Regions from separate parts of the Zea mays genome. Here region 2 is linked to region 1. A link is a contact called in public Hi-C data. All regions are on one chromosome and are shown on one strand. Each heading gives the region's core, a stretch centred on a gene start, on an enhancer-like site or on the middle of the called end of the contact. The rest is flanking DNA. Distances are from core to core; before and after follow the strand shown. Region 1 holds the start of LOC100284586. Region 2 holds the start of LOC100283981 (proteasome subunit beta type 4).

Region 1 (5,640 bases), core at 1,528-4,027:
TATTCGCAATCAAAGAAAAACGACTAAAAACTGATTACCGAATAAATATCGTTTCCGACCGTTTTCATCCCTACAAACTCAGAAGTTGCGAAAGGACCGTAACATGTCATCTGATCGTTAGAGAGAACCTCTCGATCGAGTATGAAGTATCTCAAATGAAAGCATGCTACACAGGCGTGGATGCAGCTGAATATGGAGGTTCCAGAGCAGTCCATGTGCTACCGATGTAGCGCAGGCGCAATACACGCTGGAAGGTAAGGGAACCGTTTTCCTCTCCAGAAGGGGAAATAAAAACGAGAGGTAAGGGAACCGTTTAGGGACAAAGCCGAGAATATCATTAGGGTCAGTTTCGTTATATGGCATAAATTTTCTTAAATTCTATAAGTATTTTACAAAAAAAAATTACAATTCCATCATAGTTGACATGCTCTGACAAACATCTCTAGATTCACCTCTGCAAAGGTTCAAATGAAGACGGCGTTCTCATGTGGATGGATGACCCGACCTTTGTGAGTTCTGTTTTGTATATATTCAGGATTCGGTTGCTTGCCATTGTAGCGTTATAGAGGCTACAAGTTTAATGGAATCTGCTGTTCTTGACCATCCAAAAGGGGAAAAAAGGAAAATCCGATGGCCAAAGTCGTTTAGAGTTTAGACTGCTACCGATTCTGGGTGTCCTGTCGATATGCGCAAGGAGATATTTCTGTTTACCTAGTCGCCAAAATTAAAGCATCACCTGAATTGGATAAAAAAAAAAGAAATAACTAATAATGTAACAATAATGCCAACAATAACATGCACAGAGTATAGCCAGCGAGAACCAACTGTTCTTTAGGAAACTAGGCAGTACACAATCAAAACATTAAGGGGGTGTTTGAGAACAAAGTTTTTCTGCAGTTTTGGAAGAATACTGCAGTATTCTCAAATACTGCAGTATTATATACATAATGGTGTTTGGCAAGCTGTGTAAAATCTCTGTTTTCAAAATTGAAGTATTGCAAATACTATAGTTGTTTTAAGGCATTCTAAACTTAGCTCTTGACCTCAGTTTTCAAAACTGCGGTATTATAAACTACGGTATTGTCATAACTAAAGTATAGTATAGTATTTCAAAAACTGTGGTTTTCAAAAACTTTGTTCCCAAACAGGGCCTAAACGGTGAACCCACTGCCCTATCATGGTATGAATGGCAGAAGGGGGGTACACCTATTTGTAACCTGTATGAAGCGTTGGAGGGGCTATTGGTATGAATGGCAGAAGGGGGCACACCTATTTGAAGTTCGGTGGACAGAACAACAACAGGGCAATACAAGTTCCAACCTCCAAAGCACATGCCATTGCAATGAAGGAAATGGGGCCAAAGTGATCTGGAATATGAGTAAACAGCAACCCAACCTCAAAAAATCTAAACATTGCCACAAGCAAGTTCTTTCACCAACTGTAAAACCAAATTAGAAAGACTGAAAGACAGGCACACGATTCAAGTTGAAAGTATGTTACCTTAACTTCCTCTCGTTAGTGCATTACATAATATGCTAAACATAACGCCTATGCAATCCTGTTAAATAAGACCAGTCTGCTGGATATTGTAGACTACACATTTTGAAACTTCAATAAGCTTATGTTAATTGCATTGCCTTGGGTCTCGATTGACAATAACATCCGATAAGAGTTAGATCACAGATAGACCAGCACCAAGGGCATCAAAAGATTTTCAGTTTCGGAACTATGAGTTACTACACATGTACCTAGTACCTTGCAGGCACATCAAGAACTCTGAGAGAACATAGAAAATCGTTTAGGCACATGCTTACATTAGACCAGTCTTCGTATTCTACTATTGTTCTGCATTTTCTTCTGAAGATGGAAATGAAAAGACCAATCAACTATTCATCAGAGTACAAAACTTAAAACCATGAAACATTGAACTGCGGTAATTGCAACGGGATTCCACATTACAGCATCCATTACACTCCACATTCAAAAGAACAAAAGTTAACCAATGGCAGGTTTTTCCCATCAAACTATTATTCTTCATCAAATCCGTAACATAAAAGGGTATGGCAGAGGCGCACAAGCTTGACCGAGCCAGGGGAATGAAGGAAGGCTCACAGCGTCGAAAGCCGCACCTTGCCATTCGTCGCGGCAGGCCATTACGGGATGTCCCACGGCTTAGGCTCGGGGACAGCGACGACCATGCCATGCAGCTCCGGCGTGAGGACGACCTGGCAGCCCAGGCGCGCGTGCTTGTTGAGCTCGCGGTTCCTGGACGCGCGCGTGAGCACGTACCGCTCCTCGTAGGACGGTGGCGGCAGCTTGTCGAGCCACTCCTGCGCGATGTGGACCTCGCACTCGGCGGAGCACGCGTCGATATCCTCGAGGCGGTGGGAGGCCGGCTCGATGAGCTCCGCGTTGGCGAGCGCGCGGAGGAGTGTCTGCCCGGAGAGGCCGACGACCTCGCGGCGCGCCCCCTCGAGATCGATGGCGAGGACGCGCACGATGCGATCGGCGACCTTGGCGGACGCCGGGGCGGCCGAGGCGGACGCCGGGGCGGCCGAGGCGGCGGCCGGGGAAACTGCGCAGAAAGAGCGAGCGAGCGAGGGGTAGAGGTGGAGCGGGAGGCGGCGCAGGACGCGCGCCGCGATCGCCATGGCTGATGCTCGGGTAGGGTTCCCCGGTGGGAGATCTGGGGAGACCAGAAGACCGGAGGCCGATGAGGACCTGGGGACTGGGAGACAGTGGAGGCTAGGCCAGAGCCCAGAGCCCAGAGCCCCAGAGTCGCTGAGGGACTGAGGGGTGCTGGGTCGCTGATAAGTTGGCCTTCAGGGCTTTGACATGAAACACTTCGGGCCCAACTGTGCCTGTGCATGCAAAACGAAAACCTATGATTTGACTTGACTCCAATCAATTAATGACAGCTGGGGCATCTCTAAAAACAGACGCATGGAGTTGCTTAACAATAAGAGGATTAGAGGAAGTAAAAAAAATTATATGTTCTCTAATAGTTTTCTATTTTAGTTGCCAAATATTTTGTTGGATCCATGTATATTTATGGAGTGAAGAAGGGGTTGCTACATTTAGCAACAATATAGGATTAGGTAGGGACTTTATAAATTTAACCATTTATTTTACATAATGGTTGGAGGAAAAAAAAATTAAATTTGTATTTAGGGACTTATTTAGAGAACTACTGTGAATCCCTTCGGTTAAAAGTCAGTGGGTTTCACTCGTCCTCCGCGCTTCACAAGTTTTTTTACTGGCGGCACCGACGCGTCGCGGCAGGAAAACAGCACCAGCCTTCTGTATCCACGGACCCAAAATTTTATCAAATCGAGTTGAGCCAAGTCTGCTCCCTCCGTCGTTGTAACACCATAAGATTCTAACTTCGAGAATTAGAAAGATTTGACCCCAAGATTTCAATAAATGTGGTTTCTAACAAAAGGTTAATAGAAAAGTGGTACTTATATGAGTTGAGTTATCTATACTATACTTAAAACATCAGTTTCAACGATCGTCATGCGTCATCTTTTTACAAATAACCCCTCACATCACGTCTATAGATGACCAAACGGCGGCACGGGCTAGACGCACGCGGACCACAACTATGGCTCTATGTCGACTTGCTAACTGTGTCGGGCCAGCCCGTTAGCCCGTCGACCCATTTAATTAAATCAGAGTAAAATGTTAAAAAATGGTGCAGGAGGTGGGGTTTGAACCCATGTCCTAATGAAAGAAGGACGAGAGACACTGGGTGAAGCTGTCTAACCAGTAAAACATCATGCTAAGATGTTTTTAATATTGAATATAAATTGTATATAGGTATATACGTTTTTTTAAAATAAAAAAATAGCGTGTCGGGTCGGGCCAGCACTACGGGCTGAGGCTACAGCCCAAGCACGGCACTACGTTCTTGGCTCTTGCAAACATTAGGTCGTTTCTGAGACCACATTGACGCAATGGACTACATGGTGTTTGAGGTTGCTGAATTGGATGGAGCAACAATGATTTGTCACACTAACAGCAAAATGAAAGGTTATTTGTTGGTTTTAAACGTTAGTAATTACTACGGAGTAGCATAATTTATATGGAGCGCATCCAGTTTTAATTGATGCCTGACTTTAGCAATTACTCCATATTTTGATCTATCTTTTTTATAAGTTTGACTTCATGAGACTTATTTTAGAAACTTGAGCTCACAAACTTTGTATTATTTGGTCTATGTATGATGGAATTATGTCATTTTATAATCTCTGTTCATTCAGTCAGTCGTTGTGAACTCTTTTCTAATCGCTCACTTTATTAGCCATGTTGTACCAAGACATATTGCATGGAGTAAACAATAACATCAGTTAGCCAAATCAAAAAATATTATACAGAGAGCGGAGACAATCAATAAAAAATCTTGATTTTTTTATGAATAATTTACGTGGGTATTGTTGTAAGCCGTCGCAACGCACGGGCAACCGACTAGTTGAATAATATGTTTGAGTCTATACTACAAAATATTTAAGCTAAAGTATATTTTAATAAATAAAAGGGATTAGAGATTATCTTCTTAATATACATTGTGTGTAATTAGTGTACTCGAAAGCAGTTTCGTAGACAGAGTGGAATAAATAAATAAATAAAACAAAATTATGGATTTGCATTCATGTTGAGTTCTTTTTGTTGTGCATCGATACTTGAGTGCAAAATTCAAAACTAGATTTGAATTGAATTTGAATCTAGAAATGAGAAACCAAAAATATAGAAAAAGAAAAGAGAAAAGGCTTACCTGGGCCGAATCTCCTCTATCCCCGGCTCATCTCCCTGTTACCTCACTCCCGTCGGCCCACCCAACTCACCTCTCGGGACCATGTCCCTGTCGCGTGGGGCCCGCCGGTCAGATCGTGCTCCCCACACGTGCTGGAGCACCAAGGACGCGGACAACTAGGGCCCATGTGTCATCTCTATCCCCGTCGCGACTTGCGCTCGCCGTGGGCGGAATTCTGTTCGCCTGTGCGCGAATCCTCCGCGGCCTAGGGATTTAAAACCTGAAAGGGAAATAAGCTTACACCTTTTCCTAAATGATTTTGGTGGTTGAATCGCCCAACACAAATAATTGGACTAACTAGTTTGCTCTAGATTATAAGTTTTACAGGTGCCAAAGATTCAACACAAACCAATAAAAAGTCCAAGAAAGGGTTCAAATTAAAAGAGCAAAAGACAACCGAAAGGCAGCCTTGGTCTGGCGCACCGGACTGTCCGGTGTGCCACCGGACAGTGTCCGGTGCACCAGGGAGCTCAACTCCAAACTTGCCACCTTCGGGAATTCGGGGAGGCCGCTCCGCTATAATTCACCGGACTGTCCGGTGTGCCAAGCGGAGCAACGGCTCCAAGCGCCAACGGTCGTCTGCAACGTTACAGTAAACAGTGAACAGTGCAACTGCGCGTGCCGAAGTCAGAGCAGGCGCCAGAAGGCGCACCGGACAGTGAACAGTGACTGTCCGGTGCACCACCGGATTGTCCGGTGGCCCCGATGTCAAAAGCTCCAACGGTCGGAACCCAACGGCCTGGTGACGTGGCTGGCGCACCAAACAGTGTCCGGTGGCGCACCGGACTGTCCGGTGCGCCATACGACAGAAGCCTTCACCAACGGTT
Region 2 (5,640 bases), core at 1,147-3,646, 220 kb after region 1:
TATAAAATTGCTGCTTCGGTTGAATGCAAGATAAATGTCCCAAATTTAAAATATGCACGTGAGCACCGTAACCCTTTGAACACCGGATACGTTGCCTACAAATATATAGGTAGTGCTAAGCCAGTATGAGTGGAAGACCGCCTAGCCATGCACAAGAGTCTTGAATACAAGGAGTCGCTAACACATATAATGGCATGTCATTTTCCCGGTTCGTCTTCCAATAGGTGAACAATAATGGCATTTTTTAGATCCACTGGAATTGTACGATCATCTCCAACAATAAACTCTAAAATAGAGTCCTAAAAATTGAAATAGGACGGTATTTAGATTGTTTAAGGCATCAAAAGAAATTTTTACTCCAAGAGTTATGCCTTAATTAATGCTATTTAGAAAATAAATCATGTTATTAGGAAATAAATAGTTGGAGATTACGAGAAAAACGAGGATAAGACTCCATTATATAAGGTACTATATTTAAGAGACCAAGCCCTATAATCATTTGATGAATTTTTATACAATAGGACCGTTGTTGGAAGGGTGTTCCGTGATTCTGAGCCCTATATTTAAAATAGGGCAACATTTAGAGCCTATCTTGGGGATGCTCTGGCACCAATCAAAGAAACCCATGAATAAAAGCCTATGTTTTTTTGTGGGTGTGTGGGTGGGTTGGGGGGCAAACCGATGGAAGATGAAATTTAACCTTCCACGTTAAAACACCCTAATATTCGACGAGAAAATTGATTATTTAGGACTCCTTTCCATACAGCTACGACGAAACGGGGTCACATTCCTTGCTTCCGCATAAATGACGTAGATTCGATTCCATCCTTGTTTTCTTAGGATAGATAGAAAATTTCAAGCTTTTTTAATTAATTAAATCCTTTTTTATCTCTCTAAGATATTACAAATGACCAAACTATCCCTAGCAACTCTAGGTTCTTTCTTTCTATTGCTGCTCGATCCCAGCCGCCTCTCCTTTGTCATGTTATTTGACATCCCATAAATACTAGAGTTCGTTCTTATTTTGTCTACAATACATTGGTTGGTTTTTCTGTTTATACAAGATCAAATGACTAATATTGAATTGGTTCTCCCCATTGGTGAAAAGGTGGCAACAGACCTTGAGGCTAAGCAGCTTTTGCTTCTCGACAACCAAGCTAATCTGTGCGCACCTAGTTTCAGGTACCAAAAAATGTGATGAGTGACAGGCTAGTGTGTCTTGGCTTCAGCTATTCAGATCAGTTGCAAGACATCAGAGTTTGGATGCTGCCACATGGAATTTGCTTCATCAGTTGGAAGCTATATGAAGCCCCTAAAGCCGAATCTGTTCATTCTTTTTTCCGTGGATCAGCTACCTTCTTCTGGTCTTGCTTCGAGTCAAAACAACAGGTCATGCAGGCCACTGTTCTGATCCGATCTCTCATCTAGTGTACACTTCAAGGCGGAGGGCAGAAACGAATATGGTGTGGCGGACAAGGATCAGACTCACACAATTAATGACACAGCAGGGGAGTGGGTGGTCCATATGGGCCACGACACACCCTAAGATCATATAAGGTTAGTTAGCATAGTGGTGTAAGTACTATTTTTTGAACTTGGCAGTCAAGGTTCAAGTCCTGTTGATCTCTATTTTTTGTTTATTTTTTTTGATATTTTTCCTGGCACTCTCTAAGCGTAGCAGCTGACACAGGGACATGAGTCATCTTAGATGGCAAGCATTTTAGAAAACGGATTAGAAAACAAGAAATAAACTATGATGTCGTATTAATCAAGATGTCAATGATATAAGTACTAATTTTGCAAAGCCAACGTTTGAAGTCATAAATATGCGAAACCTAATATTATCGGTCCTAAAATATCAATTTTCTCAATATTCGACTAATAGTCCACCGCAAAATTTGCTCAAATCTTCGCCCAAAAGAAGCGGAGCGAAGTAACGCAAAGTAGGGATCTGAACCGCGACCGGAAGCACCGAAATCTTCACCCGAAGGAGGAGGACGAGGAGGGGGGGTAGGCAAAGTAACGCGAAGTCGCGATCTGAACCACGAACGCAAGAACCGAACATAGGCGGACAGACTTACTGCGTCCGCTGCGTCGCGCCTCCTCCTGCCGCCGCCTGGCTCCCGCCTGCGGGGTGGGATCCCGCCGGAATGTTAGGGCCGCCACCGCCGACGCTCTTGGGGAAGCCGTCCATGATGCTGAGCACGAAAGTATACGAGATTGGAGACGTTGGCGTACGGGTTGTGAGGAGAGGCGCCGAGCAGCAAACGGCGGCGGCGTGGTGTTAGAGGGGTGACCTTTTTCTTTCTTGCAACCGAAGACGAAGAGGAGAATGCCCACCCCGAAAGCGACTCGGAGCTTGGGTTCAGATCCAACACACCACGGATCGAAAGGTTTGGACTGGGCTAGATCTTGTGGGCTACTAGAAACATAGTACGTAGCAGGAGTACTAACAATGTGCCAGATCGATTTAGACCGAAAAGACTGGGTGAATTCGATTTAGGCCGACAAGACTGAGGATGAATTTAGTTCAGCTTTCTCAATAAGGTTCGAACAACTAGTTTAATTTAGTGGGTCTTTGATTTCTATGAACTAATTTTTAATCCTTAAATTATTAAATACGAAATCTAATAATTTAGGTAATAAAATGGAGTGACTAAAAATTAGTCTTTATAAACCACACCTTAGAATCACCTACCTTGATTTTTCATATACGGTCATCTATATTACTAAGCTATCATATTTTTATAGAATCTATAGTTGACAATTATTTCATCCAAACATATTTTATTTTTTTCATAATCATCAGCTCACGACATCTTTCTAACAGTCACAACTCAGCGAAATCAGATTTTTGGAAACAAACACCTGAACCAAACAGACCCTTGAGTCCAAGAGCACGTGGAACAAAACAACAACAACTTCAAATTGTAACTCGAGCATTCATCCTTTGTGATTTTGATGTAAATATAAAAGACATGTCGGCGTCAAGGATTAGGTTATACAAAGTCAACAGAAACGACTAAAACGAATTTGAATTTATAGTGACATAAACTGCTCAATAATTCGAGCATAATATAATGGCTTTTTTAGATAAATATATAAAATATATAATGGATATGACCTCCGGCCTCTGCATGCATGACTTGTATCCAACTCGTTTATTTGGCCCAGGGCAGTGATACTTCTGAGACACGTCGCTTTGTATAAGGAGTTTATGCCATCAGCCCGTAATAACAGCCATACTGATCTCAACTACAACACAATGACCTGCGACTGGCTCTGGAAAACCTCGACTTCTAGCCTTATGGATGCCCAGACTTGGCTGCATCGCCTGAGCTTCTCATTCATGCGAGCTATGAACGATCTAGCCCATACTTCTTCATCACGCTTCGTGCTCGCGCCACATGGAACTGAAAAACTGGCAACCATACTACAGCTAGTTTACAAGATTCCATGTAAAATCCCGCTCCCAAAGGAAAGAGCGGACCTGCCGACTGGGGCTGCTTACAAATCGATGCACTTTACCTCATCAGTTCCTCTTCTCTTCGTTCGCCAGCTGACCGATAACTTCCGCACACATATACTCGGTAGATATGCAGAGACTGCCTTGAGAGGTTCTGTATCGCTGCCTCAGAACTTGCATTGCGGAACAAATATGTTACCGGATAACCTAAAAGCCACCTGCAGATATTGAAACAGAAGCATGTTATTCAGAGAGCAGAGCAAATGTCAAAACTTAATCAAGATAGCATCCATAACAATGGCAGTATGAACCACACCTCTGTTACATGTTATTAGAACTATCAAAACGAATAAATTTGCCATTTTTTATGCTGATGCCGCTGTGCAAATGTTTTTTTCTTCCAAGTGTTCAAACAGTGGTTTCACTAGATCAAGAATTTCATGGTTACAGTTTTGATGACACAGAACCAGAAATTACCCATTCAGAGAAGGCAAGGCAATCTGGGTGTTCTCGAGGAAGCTACTCAGATCAACGACCAATAGGGTCCTGTCCTCAACGTGATTGTCAGTGCACTCTGCAACAACAGTACTCTGTGGATTTCCTGACATTTGCTTTGTTATTCCAGGTCGAACATCAGACAGATCTAGAGGAAATTTGGCTGTGAATTGATCTTGTATGGATACAAGCTCCAGCACAGTGTCATTCTCTTCTATGGTTGTAAGCAGCTGAACACAAACAACTTTTCATTAACAACAAATACTACACATTCACTTCACAGTAGACAGAAATACAAAAGTGTGGTCTGAGAAGGTAAATACATTGCAACATCTTTTCTCTAGGTCCACGAAAGCTAGCCCTTGCTGCGACCTTGCGTTTGGTGATGCATGTTCCGCAAGTCCTTTAACATGGATCAAGTAAAGCATATCTCCAATAATCATCACGCGGAGTGGATTCAATATGCTTGTTTCCTGCAAGTCAAGCATGACTCAATATGCCGAAACTGGATGCAGTTGGATATACAGAGGACATCCAAATAACCTCTACTAAAGATAGTAGTTTGGTTATGGAAACAGTTGGAAACTGAACAGGACACAGGTCAGTTTTGTTGGGTTGATCTCATCCGGACTCTGTCAGAGGATCGAGTCGGACCTCACTCGCATCCTGACCGTGTTGGTGGTGGCCCCCTTTCATACCATGTAAATAAATAGGGATCAAGGCCGGTACGCGAACCAACATTCATTGTACATCCTCATCCATACACAGACTAGTGAGATCCGATCTATCTCTACGCGGAAGTGGAGGGAAGGCCGCCGCAGCCACTACCTACACCGGCCACCGGACTTCGACTTCCCATCACAACTCCCTCCAATCCTAAAGATATACACCCCCGTTTTTTTTATTTTTTGTGGCTAGAGTTACGAACTAAGATCATAGTATGATATAAAAACAAAGTTAAATATGAGGACTATTTAAGAAAAAGAAATAAAATAACATTACTATTCAAGATATCTGTTGTAAATGTAACTGTTGCATGGCAGAGCAATATACATATTACAAACTTCTAGTCACTATCAAGATCCAAAAAACTTATGTCTTTTGGCACAAGGATCCTTCCATAGAACAGGGGTTTGCCAGGTGAGTGAAGGGGAAAGGGCATACAGTGCTGACGTGGGTGAAATTTAAACAGTGACCAGAACCACATCATTCTGATGCGCTTGCAAGGGAGTAACACTACAGATGGCAGTATTATTTCCGGCGATCGTTTATTGTCAGTCGGATGACAATTAGCAGTGGAGAAAAATGATCCATATGCAATACCTGATTCTGTGTTGAACTGGTACAGAGAATCCTAATATTTGATACATCGAAGTCACGAAATTACCTGCCGGGCATGATATAGCAGGCCACAAAGATTTTCTTGTAGCTGAGGCATTGTGCCACCATAGTCGACCAGTACCACAGGCCGCAACCCAGTGCAGAGAAACAGGATATCTGGCAACAACTAGGTTTGTTCATCAACAACCACAGCACAGCCTTTTAATTTCAAAGAGGTAGACTAGAGTTAAAATCCAACAGAAATCATAAGTTAGGTAGATTTGTTCATCGATTTACTTTTTTTTCGCGGCCGTGCATTAGCATGATTTTCCTTAAGAGAAATAAGAATGTAGTACAAA

What was found. Hi-C and Micro-C count contacts between places; a contact is called where the count stands out from the background.
Region 2: a contact with region 1 is called in a Hi-C map of bundle sheath, with 2.2 times the contacts expected there. The contact joins the promoter of LOC100283981 here to the promoter of LOC100284586 in region 1. A contact is called at or near these places in 7 of 25 Hi-C or Micro-C datasets (bundle sheath, ear, endosperm and 2 more).

Annotation. Positions count from the first base shown.
Region 1 is chr7:145,113,140-145,118,779 of Zm-B73-REFERENCE-NAM-5.0, forward strand. LOC100284586 reads right to left here and starts at 2,778. Exons shown (of 1, transcript NM_001157481.2): 1 at 1,900-2,778. The coding sequence starts at 2,651. The coding sequence ends at 2,154.
Region 2 is chr7:145,335,824-145,341,463 of Zm-B73-REFERENCE-NAM-5.0, forward strand. LOC100283981 (proteasome subunit beta type 4) reads right to left here and starts at 2,397. Exons shown (of 6, transcript NM_001156879.2): 1 at 2,082-2,397. The coding sequence starts at 2,194. LOC100277031 reads right to left here. Exons shown (of 6, transcript NM_001407169.1): 2 at 5,349-5,500; 3 at 4,285-4,434; 4 at 3,944-4,191; 5 at 3,529-3,684; 6 at 2,925-3,421. The coding sequence starts at 5,399. The coding sequence ends at 3,256.